Linked DNA regions of Oryctolagus cuniculus: all the other regions are linked to region 1. A link is a contact called in public Micro-C data. All regions are on one chromosome and are shown on one strand. Each heading gives the region's core, a stretch centred on a gene start, on an enhancer-like site or on the middle of the called end of the contact. The rest is flanking DNA. Distances are from core to core; before and after follow the strand shown.

Evidence for each region. A called contact is a pair of places that touch in the nucleus more often than the background predicts.
Region 2: a contact with region 1 is called in a Micro-C map of ear pinna, with 6 times the contacts expected there. The contact joins the promoter of INTS8 here to the promoter of TP53INP1 in region 1. A contact is called at or near these places in 3 of 6 Hi-C or Micro-C datasets (ear pinna, psoas muscle and an unstated tissue).
Region 3: a contact with region 1 is called in a Micro-C map of ear pinna, with 5 times the contacts expected there. The contact joins the promoter of CCNE2 here to the promoter of TP53INP1 in region 1. A contact is called at or near these places in 2 of 6 Hi-C or Micro-C datasets (ear pinna and an unstated tissue).

The regions. Positions count from the first base shown.
Region 1 is chr6:120,446,275-120,449,574 of mOryCun1.1, reverse strand. It overlaps TP53INP1 (tumor protein p53 inducible nuclear protein 1), which reads left to right and starts at 1,680. Exons shown (of 4, transcript XM_070075326.1): 1 at 1,680-2,020. NDUFAF6 (NADH:ubiquinone oxidoreductase complex assembly factor 6) reads right to left here and starts at 1,465. Exons shown (of 8, transcript XM_051844631.2): 1 at 1,231-1,465. The coding sequence starts at 1,427.
Region 2 is chr6:120,201,817-120,205,116 of mOryCun1.1, reverse strand. INTS8 (integrator complex subunit 8) reads right to left here and starts at 1,494. Exons shown (of 27, transcript XM_002710696.5): 1 at 1,158-1,494. The coding sequence starts at 1,287.
Region 3 is chr6:120,290,955-120,294,254 of mOryCun1.1, reverse strand. CCNE2 (cyclin E2) reads left to right here and starts at 1,450. Exons shown (of 12, transcript XM_070075321.1): 1 at 1,450-1,471. It overlaps LOC127490736 (a long non-coding RNA gene), which reads right to left and starts at 2,740. Exons shown (of 2, transcript XR_007919113.2): 1 at 2,609-2,740.

The DNA.
Region 1 (3,300 bases), core at 431-2,930:
GGTTTTTGGTTTTTTTTTTTAAGATTTTATTTATTTATTTGAGAGGCAGAGCTACAGACAGAAAGAAAGGTCTTCCATCCACTGGTTCACCCCCAAATAGCCCCACGGCTGCAACTGAGCTGATCCGGAGCCAGGAGCCTCTTCAGGTCTCCCACATGGATGCAAGAGCCCAAGCACATGGGCCATCCTCCACTGCTTTCCCAGGCCACAGCAGAGAGCTGGATCAGAAAAGGAGCAGGCAGGAAACAACCCACAGGAACAGGCTTAGGCTTAGCAAACTATCCCACGCAGCCAGCCCCCACCCCACCTCCCCTCCACCCAGTTCTGAATGCCCTGATTTCCACTATTGCTATCTTGTATCTTAGATAAGTAATACAAATAAGATAGGGGAGGAACACAATGTTTAAGAGGTGATTAAAAACAAAACACTGAAATAAGTGTACGTTGTTGTGCCATGTCACTTTTCACTAAAATGGCATTTTAAAACTACTGTTTGACTTTCTCAATCAAATCCAGGGTAGTTCAGTTTACTCTAGTACTTCCCAGAAGTCCTTGAGCTCAGGTACTTTGAGACCTGTTACCAGTTTCCAATGAAGGGCGCAGGGGCCAAGCCATCACTGTCTGCAGATTAGGTCTGGATTCCAAGGCTGGCCCCTGCTTCAACGAACCAAGGGACCTGACTGATCGATCCACCTCCATAAATGATTAAGCAGCAACTTCCAAGTGCCAGGCCTTCCCAGAGCTACTGGGGACAACAAAACATTGCTCAAGCCCTTGACTTCCAGGTTATTCTAGGGAACCTCAGGCAAGTTTCTTCCTCATCTATCTAAAGCCCCATTTCCTTGTCTACTAAGTGAAATAGCAATGACTTACATTGTACTCGCGGTGCCTCATTTATGTGCGAGGCACTAGACTAATTTACGATTTTCATATAATAAAATACGCTTTCATCTTCACAACCCCGATCACAATCCGTAATGAGGATCAAATAAATTACTTGTAAAGTACTCTGCATAGTATCGGACCCATAGGAAAAAACTCCAAGTTGGCTACTATTGTCATGAAAACTTAAGAGGCTATGCATGCATGCAAATAACGCTCTATTCGGTTAAAATCAAAGTTTCAGGCAAAGTGACAAGCGAGGGCAGACCAAGGACGTCTGCCCCAATTGTGCGGCCCCTGTGCTTGTTCTCGAAGCCCCACTTCCTCCTCCCGGCCGGAGGTCCTCACCGCAGCAGCTCCAGGCAGTACTGCTCAGAGCCCGACGCGTCCAGCCCGCTGGCCACCGCCACGCTCCGCCCCGACACCGCCGGCCCCGGGAGCCGCCGCTCGCGCACGCACAGGTCTCGGGGTGACCGGCGGCCGCACAGGCCAAGGACGCCGAACCGCTGCGCGGCCCGGGCAGAGCCCAGCCCGGAGGCCGCCATGACGCTGGCGCCGCGTGCCCTTCGACCCCGCGCCGACTGCGCGCAGCCACGCCCCCTCGGGTCCCGGCGCGGGACTGTGCGCCCTGAGAGGCCGCTTCCCGACGCGGCTCTGCGGAGAGCCAGGTGTCGCTGTGGTGCTCTGCGTGTGGGCAGCCGCCCTGCTCCTGCAGCTTGTGGATTCCAGGAAAGCCTTGCCGAAGTTCGGCTGGGCCCTCTCGCGTTTCATCTCTGCCACGTCCATCCGCAAGGGACTCCGGAGCACCTAGAGAAGAGATGGGAGTCTCCAAACTTGCGTCCCGGCAGTCCTGCATGTCATCAGGCAAAACCTTGCCCTGTCTCTGAACAAGGGCACTCCCCAAAAGGACTGTCCCACACGTTGCTGGAAGTTTGCTCTACCTGGATGCCCAGGCATGGTGACCAGCCGACCACCCACACGTGTTCCCAGATGTTTTGGGAGTCACCATCCACCTTGCACCTCCACAAAGGAAACCACAGAGATCCCTGAGAGGAGCAGCTCCTTAAGCCGTTATCAAGCTCCACCTGCGGCTCGCGGGCCTGTTGATTGTCTCCCACTACACTCAAGTTCCATGAGGGTAGGTCATTATTTTGTTACCTGTTTTATGTCCAGTGCCAGTCCCTTGAATATTGCAGAAACTGACCTGCCTCCATTCACATAGATTGTAAGTTAGGTAAGATCCAATTCTGTTTGAAGAGGAAGGTCCTCCAAGATCCAAGACGTTAAGGAGTCAAAACAATTTAAACTTAATCATTCAGGTCATATTTATCAAGGGGGGAAGATAGTTTTTTGAATTTACTTGATTTATAACTTGTTTGTAAAGACTTATTTATTTATTTATTTATTTATTTTAAAGATTATTTATTTATTTGACAGGTAGAGTTACAGACAGTGAGAGGGAGAGACAGAGAAAGGTCTTCCCTCCGTTGGTTCACTCCCCAAATAGCCGCCACAGCCCGAGCTACGCCTATCCGGAGCCAGGAGCCAGGTGCCTCCCCCTGGTCTCCCATGCGGGTGCAGGGCCCAAGCACTTGGGCCATCCTCCACTGCACTCCTGGGCCACAGCAGAGAGCTGGACTGGAAGAGGAGCAGCCGGGACTAGAACCCGGTGCCCATATGGGATTCTGGCGCCGCAGGCGGAGGATTAGCCAAATGAGCCACGGCACTGGCCCCTTACTTATTTATTTGAAAGTCAGAGTTACAGAGGGAGAGTCAAAAAGAGAGAGAAGTCTTCCATCTCCTGGTTCACTCCCCAGATGGCCACAATGGCCAGGATTGGGCCAAGCCAAAGTCAGGAGCCAGGAGTTTCTTACAGGTCTGTCATTGTGGGTGCAGGGACCCAAGCACTTGGGCCATATTCTGCTGCTTGCCCAGGCCATTAACAGGGAGCTGGATCGGAAGCAGAACAGCTGGAACTCAAACCAGCACCCATATGGGATGCTGGTATCACAGGTGGCAGCTTTGCCTACTGTGCCACAATGCGGGTCCCAATTTATAACTTTTAATATTTGCCCACATGATATGTGGGCCTCCTTTGCTAATCCTACCTGCGGACTCCTCAAATAAAAGAGTTGAGTCTAGTTGCTACCACTAACCTGGTCCAACCCAACAGCTGCCTGTACCTGGAAGCCAGTGATACCTTCCACCCTCAGAGTTGCCTAAACTTCATGGTGCAGCCAAATTGATTCTTTCTTTCTGAAATGTACTAGGGATTTTCAAAAATTCATGGGGGAAATGCATATTATGTAAAAACTGTGCATGAATGAAAGATACCTATCTTTTAATTCCATTTTCCATAAACTTTCTGAAATGTCCTCATGCATCTGATCATATTTGAACATCTTTATGCTTTGGATA
Region 2 (3,300 bases), core at 245-2,744, 240 kb after region 1:
TCCTAAGATGGAAGGGATAACAAATTAGCGCAAAATGAAGCCTTTCCCAGAGAACGTAATAGTTACAGATGCCCAGTTCAGCAAACAACTAGTGTCAATTAGAGGAAAGATTTGCAGGCATTAGAACTCTTGTTCTGACAGGCGCAGGGACCTCCATCAAGCTACCTCTCTGCACCTGTTTCCTCCAATGCCCAATAAAGGACACCACCTACCTACCTAGCTTCTGGCCTGGCCAGGTGCTACCAGTCACCATCTGGGGAGTAAACCAGCAGATGGAAGTGCTCTCCCTCTCTCTCTAACTGTGCCTTTCAAATAACAACAACAAAAAGGCAAGACACAAGATAAGTGTCTCCATCAGATAAGGCTGCTCTATGACCCTGAACAAGCCACACTTGGACTTTTTTTTTTTTTTTTTTTGATTGTGTCATTGTTTCTCATAGTATCCATTTCACTTCAACAGGTTTCCTTTTAGGTGCTCAGTTAGTTGTCCCGGATCAGGGAGAACATATTTGTCCCTTTGGGACTGGTTTATTTCACTTGGATCTGAACTCAGTAAAATGCTATTCAAGGAGCTTAGCCTTTCACATCAGTACCCCGTTCCAGAAATGCCTGGAGTTTTCCTCCTTTCTCGACAATGCCTCCTTCACTAGTATATTTATCATTACCATCACTAAAGCATAACCATCTTACAACTGTACAGCAGTTTTGGCTTTCAAAGATTTTAGTATTTTCATATACAGCCCAACTTTGGAATATGTTCCCCTCACTGAGGAACAAAACAGCTAAGGAGCTAAGGTAGCAACTAATTCGCGTCGGGAAATCAGCACAACTGTTAGCTGCCCACCTCTCTGAATTTATGTAGCCCAGGATTCTGCAAAGACGACGTCCCTACCAGGCTCGCCAACTCAAGCAAACACAAGACACACGCGGCGAGGACCCACGCGGACGGCTGACAGCGACGAGTCCGCCCCTCGGGGGGCGGGAGGGCCTTTGTTTTGAACTTCTCTGTGACCCTCCACGGCTGTGCCCGCACGGGGACGTTCTAGCCTGGGCTCGGGCCCCGTCCACGCCTTGCACACCGCGGCTTCAGGCGGCCTAAAAGACTCGGGGTTCCAGGAAGGCCGGGGCCCCAACGCCGTTAGCCGCATCCCGCTTACCGGGGCAGGGCTTACGCAGATGCTTCTCCAACAGCGACTCCTCCAGCAGGAACTCGAACCAGCACGTCTGCGGCGGAGTGCAGGGCCGGCTGGAGGTGGCCGCCTCCCGGTCCGCCGCCTCCGCGCTCATCCTGCCCCCGCCGCCGCTACCTCCAGGGACACTTCCTGGCTCCAACCTGACACTCGGACTCGGGCCTCAGATCTGCGGTCCGCGACACCCTCCGGGAAAGAGGCCTCACTCTAAAAGGCCCGGAAATTCACACAACCCAAAATGGCGACGCGAGCCAGCCAAAGTTAGCAGCTGGATCCGCCTCGCTGCGCCGCCGCCACCGCAGTCGTCCCGCCCCCGGACCAATGGTTCTTCGAGTCGTAGGAAGGGGGCGGGACAGGTTGCCGGGCCACGCCCTCTCCCGGTTGCCCTGGGAGACGGCGCGGCGTGACGCAGACCTGCAAGTGGGCTTTCCGGGTTCTCTGGGATTTCGTCAGGGAGAAACTGAAGCAACTCCACCTGGGGTTGCAAGGGGCCTTGGTGTTTTCTTAGGAGACAAAAGCACGACGAGTTCTAGTTGTGAGCCAGGCAAAGTGTGAGCTTTCACTTTCCGCACTTCGTTTCTAAGATTTCCTCCGCCATGGTGGGTAGCAGCCTCCGCCCCCTTCTGGACTGATGACAGCGGACAGTGCGATCCCGCCTTTCCCTGTGTCGCAGGACCAGCTGTCAATATTCAGCTCCTAATTACTGTTCTTGATATCCTCGCTAGAGGATTATTAAACCTGTTCTACATTAACCTCCACTGGCAATGTTCTTGTATTTTTTTATTCACAATGAAAAGGGGGGAAATGCGTTAAGAGTGTAAGCTTTCTTTCTTTTTTTTTTTTTTTAAAGATTTTTATTTATTTATTTGACAGAGTTACAGACAGTGAGAGAGAGAGACAGAAAGGTCTTCCTTCTGTTGGGTCACTCCCCAAATGGCCGCCGCGGCCAGCGCACCCCGCTGATCCGAAGCCAAGAGCCAGGTGCTTCCTCCTGGTCTCCCATGCAGGTGCAGGGCCCAGGCACTTGGGCCATCCTCCACTGCACTCCCGGGCCACATCTGAGATCTGGACTGGAAGAGGAGCAACTGGGACTAGAACCGGGTGCCCATATGGGATGCCGGCGCCGCAGGCGGAGGATTAACCAAGTGAGCCACAGCACCAGCCCCAAGAATGTAAACTTTCAAGTCTACCATTCACTTTGGATAGGCGCCTATATTTGTAAAGCTGGGGTGATAGAAGGTTTTATGAACTCATTAAGTCTGCAGTCTTCAATCCTGCAAATATTTCAACACTATATTTATTTCAAAGTTAGCATAAGTGGTATATTTATTGCTCTTTAAGTCTTTTTATAGCTATCCTATATACAGAGCAATGGAATGCCACAGTTTTTTAAATATAGCGGGCAGCCATTTAGACTGGTGGTTAGGATACTTGGGACACCTGCATCCCACATCAGAGTGCCCAGTTCAAGCCCTGGCTGCTCCGCTTCTGATTCAGCTTCCTGCTAAAGTGTGTCCTGGGAGGCAGCCGATGACAGCTGGAATAACTGGGTCTCTGCCACCCCCTGTGGGAGACGGAGATGACCCTGGCCTGGCCCAGCCCTGCCTCTTGTGGGTATCTAGGGAGTGAACCATTGGATGGATAGAAGATGGAAGATTCTCTCTCTTTCTTTGCCTTTCAGATAAAGTGAAAATAATAAATAATTTTTTAAAAAACATTAAGAAGCACAGCTTAAGGATAATACAAGTAAATGAGATAATACAGATAAGCCTCTCTTTTTTTAGTAGATTTCTTTCTTCCTTTCTTTCTTTGGCAATGTAACAGAGAGGGGTCTTCCATCTGCTTGTTCACTCCTCAAATGCCCACAACAACCAATCCAGGGAAGCCTATTAAAGAGGATCTGCCACCTAGAAATATTGATAAATGTTAGCTAATATTACATAGTACTTTTCAATTTGCATATTACTTCCATACACTGTACATTATTATTTCTGCCTATAATCAGCTCTAACTACCTTTCAGCCATTGAGAAAAGTAAAGATTGCAGAATTATAATTTGCCAAAGGTTTCCGCATTAAAGGGCTGCTGGTGATCTCCCACAATACTCAGG
Region 3 (3,300 bases), core at 201-2,700, 160 kb after region 1:
CTGGCTATAAAGAGTTAGCAAAACAAGGTCCAAGGCCTACCTGGATATAAAGCACAGTTGAACAGTTGATTGCTGTGATGTGAGTAGAACTGTAGAGCACAGGGCAGGCAGAACAAAGGCACAGAAGCAAGACAAGGATGTGCTGGGCCTGGTTTTTTTTTTTGGTTTTTTTTTTTTGACAGGCAGAGTGGACAGTGAGAGAGAGAGACAGAGAGAAAGGTCTTCCTTTGCCGTTGGTTCACCCTCCAGTGGCCGCCGCGGCTGGCGCACTGCGCTGATCCGATGGCAGGAGCCAGGTACTTATCCTGGTTTCCCATGGGGTGCAGGGTCCAAATACTTGGGCCATCCTCCACTGCACTCCCTGGCCACAGCAGAGAGCTGGCCTGGAAGAGGGGCAACCGGGACAGAATCTGGCGCCCCGACCGGGACTAGAACCGGGTGTGCCGGCGCCGCAAGGTGGAGGATTACCCTAGTGAGCCGCGGCGCTGGCCCTGGTTGTCTTTTTAAACCTATGTCTCCAAGAATCTCGTTTTTCTTCCCCCAGAAATACTGTGGGGGCAATCAAATAACTGCCCAAAAGACACACATGGTCAACAGTTTATTCAACATGATGTTTTAACTTTGCTTGTACAATAGGAAAAAGGTACTTTAGAAAGTGTTAAACATTTTCTGAAATTATTGCAAGTATAAAAGAATTTCAGGTATTCCAAAGTAGGTGAGTTTTAAAACTGAGTGAAGGGGCCGGTGCTGCGGCACAGTGGGTGAACACCCTGGCTCGAGGCGCCGGCATCCCACATGGGCACGGTTCTAGTTCGGCTGCTCCTCTTCTGATCCAGCTCTCTGCTGTGGCGGGGGACAGCAGTGGAGGATGGCCCAAGTCCTTGGGCCCCTGCACCCACGTGGGAGACTGGAAAGAAGCTCCTGGCTCCTGATTGGCACAGCTCCTGCCACTGCAACCACCTGGGGGAGTGAACCAGCAGATGGAAGACTTCTCTGTCTCTACCTCTCTGTAACTCTTTCAAATAAATAAAATAAATTAAAAAAAAAAAAAAACAATGAAAAGAGGAAGCTTAAAATGAACATGTGAAAACATGAAGCAAGGGTGAAAAACTGAACTATGATGCCTAACGTAGGTACCCATAAAGGATGACTAAACATTCCGGAAACAGAAATTTTATAACTCAGCCTTGTTTCATGTATAGTCCTTCAAATAACTTTTAAATTTCTACTGGCAAAGCGGGGTGGATAAAAGCAAGAGGAGCTAACGCTTACTGAACATCTGCCCTGTGACAGGTACATATGGGAGACAGCATCTCTCTCTCTCTGATCAAATTTACCCTTTAAAACAACCCTGGAGACGAGTGTCTTGTTACATCTTTTCCAGAGAAAAGCAGCGCTCAGAGGGATCTAGTGACCTGCACCAGCGCAGACGGCGAGCCCACGTTCCTTACAGACCCATCTGTCTGACCAGGTACTTGGGATGCCGCCGGGCTGTCTTGGGATTGTTCCCAATTTCTGCTTCACCACCAAAGCTCTCTAGGCACATCCTAGTCCAGGGGAGGACCCACGTATGTTTCTGTTAAGAGAGTTGGGTGTACAATACTCAGAGGCTAACCGCACCATGGTAACAGACATTCCCGGCTCCCAGTGTATTTCCAGCAGCTTCTGTAGGCCGCCAGTTTCGCTGGCGCTCAGCTAACGCCAAGCCTGTGGGAGACTCCCTTTCCTGGCCTTCAGGATGCTAGAGCTCCACGCAGCGCCTGAACGGCTGCAGAGGGAGCCATCGCAAACAGGGCAAGGACCCCTTCTCACTCTGCATCACCACGGGCAAGCCCCTTAGGCGTAAAACCGGGGGAGAGAACACCTCTGGCGGGGTCGTGAAACGGTATCGAAAGGGGAAGCATGCTTAAGACTCGCCGGCCGGAGCGCCGGGAGAGCGCAGGTCCCGGAGCACAAAGGCCGGGCGGGCAGCCCCGCCGCCTGGTGCATCTCGGGAAGGGCTCCGCGCTCGGGGCCGGGGAGGTCGGACGCCGGTCTACCGCCTCCGGCCCCGGCTGCCGCGGGTTCCGGGGAGCCTCCGCCCCGAGGGGCTTTGTTCCTGCAGCCGTGCGCGCAAAGCCCGCTGACGGAGTACCGTCCGCACGTCCCGCTCGGGGATGTGCAGTCTTGGGGCGGGGGGCATACACAGAGAGAGCTGGGGGCCCTGAAGCTTAAACTCCGGGGGAAAGCTGAGGAAACGCGCCGGGCCTGGCGCCAACCGCGAGCGCTCGGAGGCGGGCGGTTCCCTCCCGCGCAGGCGGCTCGCGCGGGCTCTGCAGGGCGCGCTGGCGGCGGGGCGGGGCGCGGCGGGCGGGCCCGAGGCCTGCACGTGGAGGCGACCGTTCTCGGCAGCAGGAGCCCCGGGGGCCGCCGCGCTTGCGGGAGGGGGAAATGCCATCCCTGTCCGTCCCCGAAAGCTGTTTTGTCCTGCGGGGACCGGGTTTGGAGGAGAGGAAAGGCAGGCCGGCGTGAGCGTTTCCCGCGCGGGCAGCTGCTAGAAGGGGCGGGCTGGGGGAGCAGTAAGCCAGCCCACGGGGAGCAGGGACGGGAAAACAGGGCTGGAACGTACCTCGGCTGCAGACGCCATCCCGGAGCGTGGCCACCGAGGCGGGGCAGAGGCGGCCCCGGGCTCCCGGGCTCCGGCGGCTGGCGCGCGGCGCACGTGTCCCGCGGCGCCCCAGGCTGTGTTTACATCCGCAGCCGCTCCACGTTGTGCAGCCGCCCTGGCCTCCTATTGGCCAGCGCGTGTGCCAGAGCGGCGCTCCGCCTCAAGGGGCGGGTCCTCCCCGGCCCCGCTTCTCTCAGGAAAACCCGGGTTCCCTGAGGCCTTGGCGGGACAGCCGGGAGCACCGCAGGACCGCGCTCCCCGGGCACTTGACTCGGAATGCTCGCCCGAGCCGCCGCCGCCTCGTCGTACGCCGTGGCGTCCGCGGCCTGACAGCCCCAGATGCGGGAGGTGCGGTGGGAAGGGGTAGGAGCCCGACGGCGGGGACCCCTTTATGAGGCGCCTCTGAGTGACTCCGCCGCCCGCTGCCGTGAGGGCAGGTGAAGCAGAGCGCAGGGGGCCGCGCTGCCATTGGGAAAGGATCGGCGCGCGCTGAAGGCAGGGCCTGGCGCGGCGCGCGCGCGGGCGGGCGACTGGCGCGCGGGCGGGGGAGGGGAGCGCGCTGTCCGGAGGTGTCAGTCTGGGGCGCATGCGTGCGGGGCGGGCCCGGCCCGGCCTATATATTGGGTTGGCGCCGGCGCCAGCTGAGCCGAGCG